Regions from separate parts of the Sus scrofa genome. Here region 2 is linked to region 1. Evidence: chromatin contacts called from public promoter capture Hi-C data. All regions are on one chromosome and are shown on one strand. The core of a region is the stretch at or near the end of the contact, and the rest is flanking DNA. Distances in the headings are between cores, read along the strand shown. Region 1 holds the start of PDCD10 (programmed cell death 10). Region 2 holds the start of GOLIM4 (Golgi integral membrane protein 4).

Region 1 (6,091 bases), core at 1,135-3,634:
AAATGACCACTGTATTCCAGCATGTGAACTGAAAGATGACAAATACAACAGAAACATTATTCCACCATTCACCATAGGTGAAAGAGCAAAACTACACACGGGACCTCAGAGATGAAGAGAAGTTAGTGGTAGAATTAACCAAGGACAAAAACTAACACATACTAGACAAACTGCCCTATATTACTGATTTCCAAATTTTCCTGACTTTTGGTTCAAAAGCTCATTCCACAAGCTCCCAGCTCTATGCCAAAAGTCAGAAGAACTCATTTCTCACTTCCTCCAACAAAAAACAAATGCCTACACTGCCATATAGAGAATAGATTAACATTCTTGTTTTACTATCACTGACTCATATTCAGTTTATGGTCTACTTAAACTACCGCACCCTTCTAACACAGCACTGAGCCAGTTATCCCCACATAATTTTCCATTTGTTTAGTTGGTCTTCCTTCCTTGTGTACTGCATTACTTACTCGTGGTGCTAATTATTCCTGATTTTACTTCATTCTATAGTATCACACCTCTCTTCTAATTTTAAGTCATATTAATTTCCAGACCATCTTCACTTCAATCCTAGGGGAATGTATTAGTACTTCTGATCCTAGAAAGTGTCTTTGGATTCAAAAGTTAAACACATTGTGTACAAGTTAAATAAATGCAGAGTATATTTAAAATACAACATATTTCAATCATCAGTTATACAACAGTAAACCATGATTGATTATCTGCCATCAGTAGATACCTGATTCTTAGACAGAAACTTATCATGAAGAAATCATGATGCCAATGAACATAATCCTGAAATTCTATTAAAGAACTGTATAATATTAATATTTAGGAACTATAACTGTAACTGGTCCTAACAGTTATAAAGGATAGACTGGAACAAGCACACTGCTTTCTGTTCAAAATAAAACACAAATGTCCTATTTTTCCATTCTCCAACGTAAAATAAGAATGAGTTAAAAGTTATAGATGATGCTAAGAAAATTAAAATACACAAGAGCCTGGTGTTATTATAAACACACACAAACACACACTAGTCAAGAAAATGAGGGGGAAATCAAAATCAACACAACAAAATGTGATGTTACCTCCAAAAAAGCAATGTATCTTCTTTCCTAGTAATAAGCTCACTAAAATCTTTCTCAGTGCTGTAAAAATGTAAAATAAGTTTCATGAAAGAATTCCAATCCCATTGCTCTCAGTTGACAGCGAAAACAGTAAAAACGGTCCTATGGTAGGAAGGGAAAGGGGTGTCTTTCACCTGTAAGGATGAGACATACTGTTATCTGACTTTCCCCATCCCATTTATCTATCCTTTAAAATGGTAGCAGAGTCACTTAATAAACCCCTAAAAAAAACCACAAAAAACAAGCAAACTAGGTAAATTGAAACTGATTCTCCTTATTTTTCCTAAAGGTCAGAGTGCATGCTTTTTTTTATTGAGAAATTTCTTCCCAGCTCAAAAAAACAAAAACAAAAACAAAAAAACACCTTCTTCACCTCACAGAGAGGTTCTTAGACATACCTAAAATGCATTACTTTGCAACTTCCTCCACCCTCTTCAAAAAACAAAACCTTCCTACACTTTCAGTCTGGTGCGGTGGCTCTGATTCAGAAGCTGGATTACAACTGGATTAGATTCAGAAGATCAGTCCCTACTTGTGCGTCCTTGGGCACGTCATTTATCCCCTCAGTTTCCTCATTAGCACTGTGAATGGCCTTTGAAAACAGTAAAGGTGTAATAGTGTTAATCTTTACTACATGGGGCAAAATTACCTCCTTAGAGGGACATCATGAAACTGGAACTGAATCAGTAGATCTCTGTCAACATCTGACTCTTCCTTCTACAGTTCTCCTCTTCCCTCGAAGGACACAACCCGAGTCACCTCAAAAGCAGACTCCAATCGCCCCTTCCTTTCTCTGCTCTTTTCTCTATCCTACTTCTAAAGCAGGGGGAAAACCCTTACCTCCTCACCCCAAGCCACATCTTCAGAGGACCCCACCCCAGGCACATCCGCCTTCTCCCTTCTCCGGGGGCACCAGAGGCCAACTTCGCCCTTCCCCTCCCGCCCCCACCTAGAGAAGACTTCCTGGAGGCGCTCGGGCCCGAGCAGGGCAGGCGGCATTTACAAACCCGCTTTACGCCACTCGCGTAGGGTAACCTCGCTTACGCCCATAGGGCCCGGTTCCCAGCCCCGTCCGCTCCGCCTGCCAGAACCAAGCCCAAGGGCCTCAGCCACGGCTCCCGTGTGACCCTAGACCTCTTCTGCTCCGCGCGGCGCTATGGGGACTGGGACAGAACAGCCTCACCTTACCGGCAACTGAGGGACTGACTTCACTTCCCACCTTTGGAGCCCTCTTCAACTCCCGGATCAATTCACTCCGGCGACGCCGGAAGGACCCGAGAGGAACCAGGCGTTGTCCGGAATCCTGCCCAGCCGGAGTCGCGCAGGGGTTTGTGGGGACTCGTAGTCCCACTCGCGGGCTTCGTCGGCAGTTCCTGCACATAAGAGACTACAACTCCCGTCAGGCCCTGCGGTAGAGCCTAAGGTGATGGGTGGAGACAGTTTCAACCAATAGTAATAGAGTTCCCTGCCTTTGCTGGAGGAGGTGAGAAGAAGAGAGAGGGTGAAATGAAAGAAGAGGAAGGGAGGGGTCAGGTCTCACCTGCGCCAATCAGGATGCAGGGTCGGCCCCGCAGTCAACTCACCCATTGTGGGGGCGGGCTAGCGGAGCCCAGGAAGGAATGGGGGCGGGGGAAGAGCTCCGAATGGGGAATATGGGGCGCCTGAGCTGTGGAACCTGAGAGGAAGCCGGGGGGGGGGGGGGAGAAATCGCCCTGGTGGAGCGAGGACGCGGTGTGAGGATGCGCCCTAGCTAGAGGAGCAGTTTCCCCCAAAGCGGCCAAGAACCAGGCACACCGGGCGGCCAGACCTGCTGGTCAGTCAGGGATAGGTCGAGCCCGGGCTCCTCGCGTAGGTGTCGGGACGGGGCGGGAAGCCCTGTGCCAGGTGTCAAGCCACTGAGTGAAGGGAGAAGGGTCCCCGGGGAAGGAAAGCGATAGGACAGCTGCAGAAGTGCTAGGAGCGCGAAGGTACCAGGGCAGCAGCTTCCCGCCGCCTCCAACCGGGCAGCAGGCGGAACAGCCGGGGGAGGAGCAACAGCTGCTGAATTCGCCAACTAGAGGAGGGAGAGGCGGAGCTTGGGTCCCTGTAGCAGCCGAAGGCGCAGCCTGGACTGTAGTTTCCCGGGAGAGAGGAGAGCAGGAACAGGAGCGGAGCGCAGTCCTCGGAGCCTTAGCTCCAGCATCCCGCCAGGGGTTGCAGGTGTGTGGGAGGTAAGCGTGGGTGCCACTTCTGGGCGTCTGCTCTGCCTGGGAGAAAGCGTCTCCCAATAGGAATAATATCAAGGCACAGCTAAGAGTCTCTCACTCGGGTTAGGAAACTGGTGCAAACCCTTTTAGGTGAAAGATGTACATGTTTGGACTTGGAGAGAGGATAAAAAGCAAAAGGTGGTTTGACTCTGGGTATAAAGGGCGTGGTTAGTGTTTTTGGTTTCAGTTGTACCGTTAAAACTGTTCTGGAAGATTTTAAGATTGAGGAAACCCTACTAATTTAGGACAGGGTGATATTTAGATAGGTGCGTAGCCGGTTAAAAAAAAATGTCATTGATATAAAATTACTTCAGAACTCTTTCACTAGGAAAATAACTTTGCATTCTTCTTCACTATCTACCCCTTACATTGTTTTATCAGATTGTCCTGCTACCGACCTGTTTTCCAGGGCGGTTATACTGCAGGTTCCTAGAATTGAAAGAGATCTCTGTTAAAGAAGCAAATATCGTCAGGAATAATCAAGACGACGGAACCTAGCAGAAGTATAACTTTTGCCAGCGATAATGTAAAAATGTGTTTTAATAAAGGGGTACTTAGCTTTCCATCTAGTGGCTCTAGAATATCGGAACAAAGACCGGGACTCAGCCTACAGTGGGAACATATGGTGTATGTACTTCATTGCTGCTCCTTATTCTCTCATTTGTGTCTGGTGATATTTGTACATAAAAAAAAAAAAAAAGCCAAAAGTACAAGAAAAGCTGCAAGGATCTTTTCTATTTAGAGAGTATGTGCTAAATGATTTCCTTTAGTGTGTGTTACTATGGGTTCAGACTTAAAACACATGTAATAGTATCAGAATAATAGTTTATTCTCAGTATTAAACCATGTGTGATTTCTTTGAATATAATTAAATACGTAGATGAAAATATGTTTTAATATTAGGTAAAGATGAAAGTCCCATCTACCCTTGTGTAACTATGACAAAATTACAGCCTATCTTTTTAGAAAAGTCTGAAAAGCTATTTGCCTAGTTCATTTTCTTTTTCTTTTTGTTACAGAGGTTCCCCCGATTACATGGCTTTTAATCATAGTAGCATATTGCAGCACATTTTGCTCTGAAATGCTTTCATTGTGACAGTTGTATATTTCAGAGTCTGCCTGAACATGTTAATCTGGGTTTCTTTGAACTAGGGTCAATAAAATTACTGTCTTTTTTTGTTTTCATGTTTACTGATTTGCTCATGACTTTTGGATTTTATTTCTGTAATGCATACAGAATTCCTCTTTGAAAAGAAATAGCTAGAAAGAATTCTCTTCATAGCTTAAAGTTCAATCCTATTGAGTGCTACTACTGATATAGCCTGACTTGTGAATCTGTATGCTCCAACATCACCTCCCATGCTCTCACACACCAGAGAAATATATAAAGGGACAAATCTTAGAAAAACAGCTGCTTTTAGATTGCACTCAAGTAGATCCGGTAAGTATTAGAAGCAGGAAAGAGTTTAAGAAAAGGAAAAGCAACAGTAGCCACAAAACTTAGCAGCCATGGTAAGGATTTGCTACATCACAAGAGAGTTTCTTAATCCGTGTAGCTGATATGACCCCTTGAAAGTGATTTTAGGGAGGAAAATGGGTATTAGGGGGTAGTTAGGCTTGGAAAAGATTGTGTTTGCTGTTATTTCTGATTATGTAGATTATTCTGAATCAGAGTCTTAGATTCTCTCTCAGGCTCTGCTATTGATTCATTTTATGAAATTGAATAATTGCTGTCACTGGGTTATTTCCCCATGTAATAATAATAATAATAAAGAGTAATACTGGCAATGAAATTCTTTCAGAGCCTGTATCAAAAGATTTTTTTGAAAGGACTTGGTTGAGAATCAGTTAATAATCAAGTACATAAGATGGAAAATATATATCAAAATTCAGATGTACTTTGGATCCCAACTATTTAAGGTCTTTTGCTTTGAAGTATCAAAAACAGTAGAATCTCACTAAATTAATGAGTCTATGACGTTAAAGTACTGGATTTTTCACCTGTTTCCAAGATTTGGATCTTTTTTATTGTGTCAGTGAAAGAGACTGTGTTCCTATGTCATTTGGGAGTAAGCAAATCATGTTTTTATAAGGAAGAAAATCATTGGCAATCAGTGGCACTTGAGTGTTTGTTACCTTGAACTCTTGACACATTTCAAATTGTTCACATTAAATCTCAGATAATCTGAAGACTTCTTATATGTGACTGGTGTTGAGAAGTCTCATCAGATGAGTTTATAATTTTATGTGAAGCACTATCTTGGTTAAAACATGTTATTCTCCTCTTGATTTTTACTATTTGTGTATGGCTATCAGAGTATATATGTGATGAGAAAGAAAAACCAGTGGAGTGCAGAATGTCTCTTGAGTTGAAGATGCTCATGGAATTAATGTCATTTAGCCCAAAAACTTGGTTAATTTCAAATTACAATATACTATGGACTTTTTTTTTTAATTTAAAATTCTAACTCTAAGCCTGTTGAGTAAAAATAATTGAGTAGCATGGATTTCTCATGCTAACAGGAGGATTCACTGATGCATGCAGCACAAAAGACTGAGATTTAAAGGTTCAAGATCAAATGGTTTTGGTGCAAAGTGGGAGGTGGCATACAAAGTGGGAAAGATATGAAGAAAACTATTTGAGAAGCATACCCTTAGCAAGAAAGAAAAGAGATTTGATCTTTTTTGTTGTTGTCATTGAATGCGTGATTT
Region 2 (6,091 bases), core at 1,608-4,107, 340 kb after region 1:
CCTCTCCCCCACTACCACCACCAGACGAAGGCAAATAAAAGGAGAAAGATGCTGAGATTGACTTTCTAAATGGAAAATTGTTAATAAAAGGCCATGACTCAGAAATCATGACCACAGTCAATGAGTTCTAGCACTGGGAGCTGAGGCAATGTGCTACCTGGGCAAACTATGTCACTGTTATTACTTTGTTTTTTTCAACAACCAGAGACAGGGAAGTGAAGTCTGAGAAAGCAGACAAAAGTGCTTGAGATTAATTTTCTCACCGCAGTTCAATTTTGTTTGTTGACTGAATAAATATATACATTCACCCCCCCCTCCTATGTGTCAGGCACTATGCAGTGCGGAGGGTAGCATACTGGTAGATGTAACAGCACTGCTCTGAATCTCCTAAACTAAGAGAACAAGGCACCAACCTGGTGTGATCCACTATATACACCCTTCCCGCCACATGTGAGAAAATCCTGTCCTGCCATTGTACTGTTATTGCACAGCAAGTTTTCTCCTTGGTCTAATAGCTCCGAACTTCACAGGGAACCCACTGGTGTCTTCTAATTAACAAGTAAATAAAAAGCCATACTTTGCATACCAACAGTAACTCGTGAGCAAATGCCAACAAATTTAAAAGAAAAATTTTAACTTATGGGTAAATTTCAAAAATTTTAAGGAAAAAAAATTTTATCCTAAGCCTGAATCGAAACAGGTTTTCCTTTCAAGCCAAGACCAGTTCACATATTTTCACTGCCTGTAGCTACACAGCTTTAGTAAGCTAAAAATACTTCCCTTCTAAGATGGGAAGAGCAAATAAGACCAAGAATCAGCTGTGTGTCATTTTCTCTCATATTTTTTTTTTTACTAGAAAACATTCGAAGTAGCTAAAGTGACAAAAAGGCATCTGCTTTATATTTGTAAAAGTATACACTGACAGAAACATCCATCCAGCTTGTATCTTCCTAGTAATATGACATAAGCTGTATTTGCATTATCAGCAAATACTGTCAACATTTCACTACTCACAGCTCTTTATTATTACTTTTTTTGATTGGGGAGAGGGCTGCATTAAGTGTTGAAAACTAACCACAAGTACAAGAAAAAGCTTTCAAAAATATGTACAAGATGATTCTGCTCTTAGGAAGCACATATAGTGCTTACTTTGCCGTCATGCATCATTTATGTTCCTGAAATTTACATTAAATGGGATTCTAAAATAGAGGGATAGGAGCTTTAAGTCTTTCTGCAGATCTTGTCACACTGTGTTTGCTGTATGTCTGGCAAAGTGAAACACCATGTTCCTCCTCTTGGGCTTCTCAAGGCTAACTGTAAAACACACACACACACCCCTACTTACCTCTCTAGGACAAAATAAGTTATTCAGGAAGACAAATAAACCTTTTTTTTCTTTTTCCAAAAACATAAATGCAAGATAGTGAACTTTTTCAACACATCCAACATCTCTAAAGTCACACTACTGAGTTAAAAGAAATGAGAAACCAGCAGGTCTAGGCTCCATTCGACTGGGCCATTAGTTTGGACCCCGGATCATGGCTTAATTTCCCTTGAAAAAACAGCACAGTGTTTTTCAAACTGTGCTGCCAAACTCCCCATTTCTTAGGTTACTAACAAAGTCAACTGGAAAGCAAATACCTAGAAACCAGGAAACCCTGTCCCTCTGGGATGGGCTGGCAGGAGACTAGGCAGGGGTCTTGGTTTGTATGCCCAGATTGCAGCTGGGCCTTTGACAAGTGCTGGGGTAAAACATTCATTGTGTACCCGCCCATCCAAAGCCCTGTGGGACAGGGTTGTTGCTGCCAATTTCTAATGTAACTGCCTGAAGAAGAGGCAGGGTGGCGATTTGTCATCTCTGACACTCCGGGGTCCTGCGGCCCTGGCTTCTGATGTCCCTGAAGGTCAGAGGTGGCGCCCACAGTGCCAACGGCTCACCAAAGCCACTTTTCCAGCCGGGGCGGGAGGCGCGGGGCAAAGTTGGCCACCGGCCGCGCGCGTCCCGTTAACCGTACCTTGTAACTGGGCAGAAAGGGACTCCTGGTGCTGCTGGTACTTGAGCGCCACCGCCTCGGCTTTCCGCAGCTGCGTCTGCAGCTCATAGTAGAGCATCGCGCCATAGAGAAAGCCAAACACCACGGTCAGCAACAGCAGCGTCTGGAAGATCCGCTTCTGCTTTCGGGAGCACATCCCGTTTCCCATAGTCCCGCCGGGACTCTGCGCCGCGGCCGTCCCCGCCGCCGCTGTCCCTTCCGCCCCTCTGCCCGTCCGAGCGAGCGCCTCAGCAGCGGCCGCCGCAGGAGGTGGCTGGACGCAGCATGAGGAGGAGACTCGAGACACAAAAGCGGGGCTGGAGGGGAAGTGGCGCCCGCTCAGCCTCCTCGCGCCGCGGGGCGCGCAGCCATCGACGCCGCCACGGCAGCCGTAGCTGCCAAACTTTTGCGAGGCTGGCTTTCCGCGAGTGCCGAGGCCCGGGAGGGGGCCCTCCGCATACTTCTGAGCGGGCTGTCCTCGCGCGGTCCCCAGACGCCGCCTGCCTTTTTCTCTCCTCCCCACTTTTTGGCCCGGCTGCCCCGGGCAGAGCTCAGAGTCCCGCCCCGGCCGCTCCCCGCCCGCTTGCAGCAGCTCCCACTGCGCGACTTTGTTGCCACCAAAAGGAGGGGCAACAACAAAAGGAGCGTTTCGGCGCGCGGCGCGCAGGGGTGAGTAGCTGGGAGGGGGCAGGCTGCCCCAGCCGGGTTTGGGGGAAGGCGGGCCGGTGTCACTGATGGGGCTGCCGAGCCTCGGCCGCCGCCACCTCCCACCCAACTTACGTGTCACCCACGGCCCTGCAATTCTGGCCAACGGGATTCCGGGAGGAAGTCCCACTCGGGCTCCCCGTTCATTGGGCCCGTCAGAGCCGCCGTTCCCTCCCTTCGGGGAGGCAATGCCGGGCTCGATTGGACGCCCGCTTTGTCCGTCCGACCCCAGGACCTCGCCTTCCCTCCGGCGCCGGGTAGAGCACGGGGCTCCTTGGGCCGCGAGGTCGCTTGGCGCCTTAGTGCGCCCACGTGGAGTGCGGGTGGTGGGGGGAGGCGGCGGGGCCAGCCGTGGGAAGTCGGCTGCGCGGGACACGAGTCCCGGCTTGCGGCTGGGAGAGATGGTGCGCACGTGTGTGTGCGCACGGGAACATGTGTATTTGTGATTCCTCACTCGGAACGCACTTGGGGAGAGGAGTACAGTATCTGAAGTGGGAGAGAATGGATGGAAACAACTGTGCACCCTCTGCCGAGCACCCTTTTCTGTCCATATTCAGTGGGCAGGCACACGAGATAGCTACATCGTCAGCACAGTTTTGGTAGTGAGTCGGAGATGCCTGTACCTACTGAGTCGTGCCGGGTTCAGTGTACTAATGTGGATGCGTGTGTGCCCACAGATGGCAGGACAGGAGTCCTGAGATTTGAACGCGCTAGCACTCTAGACACACTGCTTAACTGTACACGTGGGTTGGGGAAATCAGCTTGCCTTTGGCAGAGGGGAAAGAAATGATCTCATATTTTTCCCTTGGCTGCAAATAGAGTAATTTAAAAAACAAGTCTTACAGGCTGAAATGGCCATGCCTTCATTTTGTCATATGTATTTGTTGTTTATATGTATTTTATTTATTTTTGATGCAAAAATACATCAGGTATATTGCTAAATTACATTTTAAAGGCCAGCGAAAGTTTCCTATGTAAAAACAAGTAAAATAAGCATAAAAACTACAAACCTCTTCAAAGAAAATACATAGTGCATTTTTTCTGTATACTTAAGGGAAAAAATTCAAGGTTATGCATAAATGATAATGTTGTTTCTGCTCCTGACCTAAATTCTAGAAAAGTAAATTATTTCTTAAATCCTCAATAGTGTCATGGAATTTATCGCATACTGCATAATTTTAAAGATATTCTAAACCGATTTTAGTCATCACTAATGGCAAGCACTCAAAATGAGGTTAGCTCTGTTCAGTCACAAAAATAACATAAAGGCAGCCCCTTGTGCAGAATTTTTTAGATGGACTCTGATACTAAAAGCCATAAAATGAACCGAATTTTACAACCTGGCTAGCCTGGGGCATTTATACTACCATGAAAACTAAGTGTGTCTGGCATGTGCTTTTTTCTAATAAGTGATAACTCACATTGTTTTTTAAATGCTTTCATTTACTAATATACTATCTAACTTATCACAACCAGATTAAGTATTAGGTTCACATATTAGTAAATATAAAAAGCAAAGTTTATCAATGCACTGTGATAACCCTAGGACCTTCTAGAAAGCTAGGAGTACGACAAGGTTATAATCCAGAATCCTGATTTTTCCATCTCTTTCTCTTATAAAATAAAGAAAGTTATATTAGGAAATTATATCTGGTCCATTAAAATAACCTAATTTATAGAGAAAAAGAAAGTTTTAATGTTCTAATCTGTCTTGCAAATACAGTGTAGCCTTGATTATTGAATCTACCACTGTTTAAATTTTACTCTTTCAGCGTGACTCTTGAGACTGAATAATTCCTGCAACCTTGTCAGAATTCCTCATAACTAAAAATTCCTTACTGCTGTCAGTGTATATTTTGCTAAACAAATTCTTCCTCCAAAAAATCTGCCAAAACTGCTCTGGAAGAAATTAAGTTTTATAGCAACAGTCCTGGCGTATACATGAATAGATAATTATCCTAGCCACAAAAGAAAAAAAATTGTATATAGAGTTGGAAAATTATTACTTCTCTATTACACAGTGTGTAGTATTTGGTTGTTTTTCAGAATCTTTGGAAAATTCCTATGCTTCCAGAATACATGATTACTCATTTTAAACTTCTGATTCCTTCCCATCAAACTCCAAAGGTATTCTTTGCCTAAAGCTGCTGGCTGACTCTACAGAATATAATAAATGTAGGTCATAAAACACAACTCAATATTTTAGTCATAAAATTTGAAAGAGAACAAAAATTATTACCTGAACTTATCCATTATTTCAAATTCAAGAAGGATATGTAGAAGTACATAAAATCACTAATGGCAGTGTCTTTATAGTATTACTTTCCCAAGGTGAAGTATGCTGCCAGTTTCTTGAAAATATCAGTATAGAGCTTTTCAAAGGCCAACATTGAGGAAGTTATCCAAGGCCTATAAATTGAATTTACATAACATTGCCTTTGGGTAGAGCTTGCAATAGATGAGCTATTCATACTGGTCTTGCTAGGTCCTTTGTTCTATTTTAACTTTAAAAACAGCATTTAAAAAATAGTATTATATATTAATATTTCCATAAGCCATATATTTAACAATATATATAATTTTAAAATTGTAAATCTTGAGGAATTTCATTGATTTAATGTTTTATTCCTGAGGCATGAAGAAATTAAAGAAATTCAAGGTCTTACATTTGTGAAAGGGCTAAAGTAACATTTGGGAATCCTCGTTACCTATATTTTCAAAATAGGGAAAGTCATAAAAAATACAGTTGAGGGATACAGCTAATTTATAAAAATAGATGACTAATAATTTTGAGGATCCTACTGTAAATTTTTTATTGAAATCTTTTTAATACAAATTGAATTCAATATTTTTTTAATTTGTGAGAGAAATCAACACTTAAAAAAGGTATGACTAGGGTGTAGTGATGCATGTTAACTAGGCATATTGTAGTGTTCATTTCACAATAAATACATATATCACATCATTATGTTGTACAACTGAAACTAACATAGTGCTATATGCCAATTATACCTCAATTAAAATAAGCAAATAAAATTTTGAATGGCAGTTCAGTATTAATAAACCAGTTTTAACCTTTTCATGTGAAAATTGCTGAAATGAACTCTCTTCTTTCTTCTCTATAGGGAAATACTCTTTACCTCTTGCTGTCACCTAATTAGCACAGGCCACCTACACCTGAACTGTTCTGAGGGGTAAAGGAATACATTCAAGTTATCTTGAGGATTCTGTGAAAGATGTTTTATAACTCTTTTTTATACGATTTTGCTAATGACCTGGTGGTAAATGTTAGTAGATTAACAAGGTAAGCCTGTGGCTAAACACATAAGAAACTCCACTGCCTGTGTCTTGTT

Evidence for each region. Promoter capture Hi-C pulls out the DNA fragments that hold promoters and counts their contacts.
Region 2: a promoter capture Hi-C map of liver shows a contact between it and region 1, with 5 times the contacts expected there. The contact joins the promoter of GOLIM4 here to the promoter of PDCD10 in region 1. A contact is called at or near these places in 2 of 5 promoter capture datasets (fetal liver and liver) and 1 of 2 datasets of contacts at active chromatin or transcription factors (alveolar macrophages).

What each region holds. Positions count from the first base shown.
Region 1 is chr13:106,556,490-106,562,580 of Sscrofa11.1, forward strand. It overlaps PDCD10 (programmed cell death 10), which reads right to left and starts at 2,385. Exons shown (of 8, transcript NM_001139473.2): 1 at 2,322-2,385. It overlaps SERPINI1 (neuroserpin), which reads left to right and starts at 2,837. Exons shown (of 9, transcript XM_001926040.7): 1 at 2,837-3,343.
Region 2 is chr13:106,892,352-106,898,442 of Sscrofa11.1, forward strand. It overlaps GOLIM4 (Golgi integral membrane protein 4), which reads right to left and starts at 2,858. Exons shown (of 16, transcript XM_005669985.3): 1 at 2,016-2,858. The coding sequence starts at 2,202.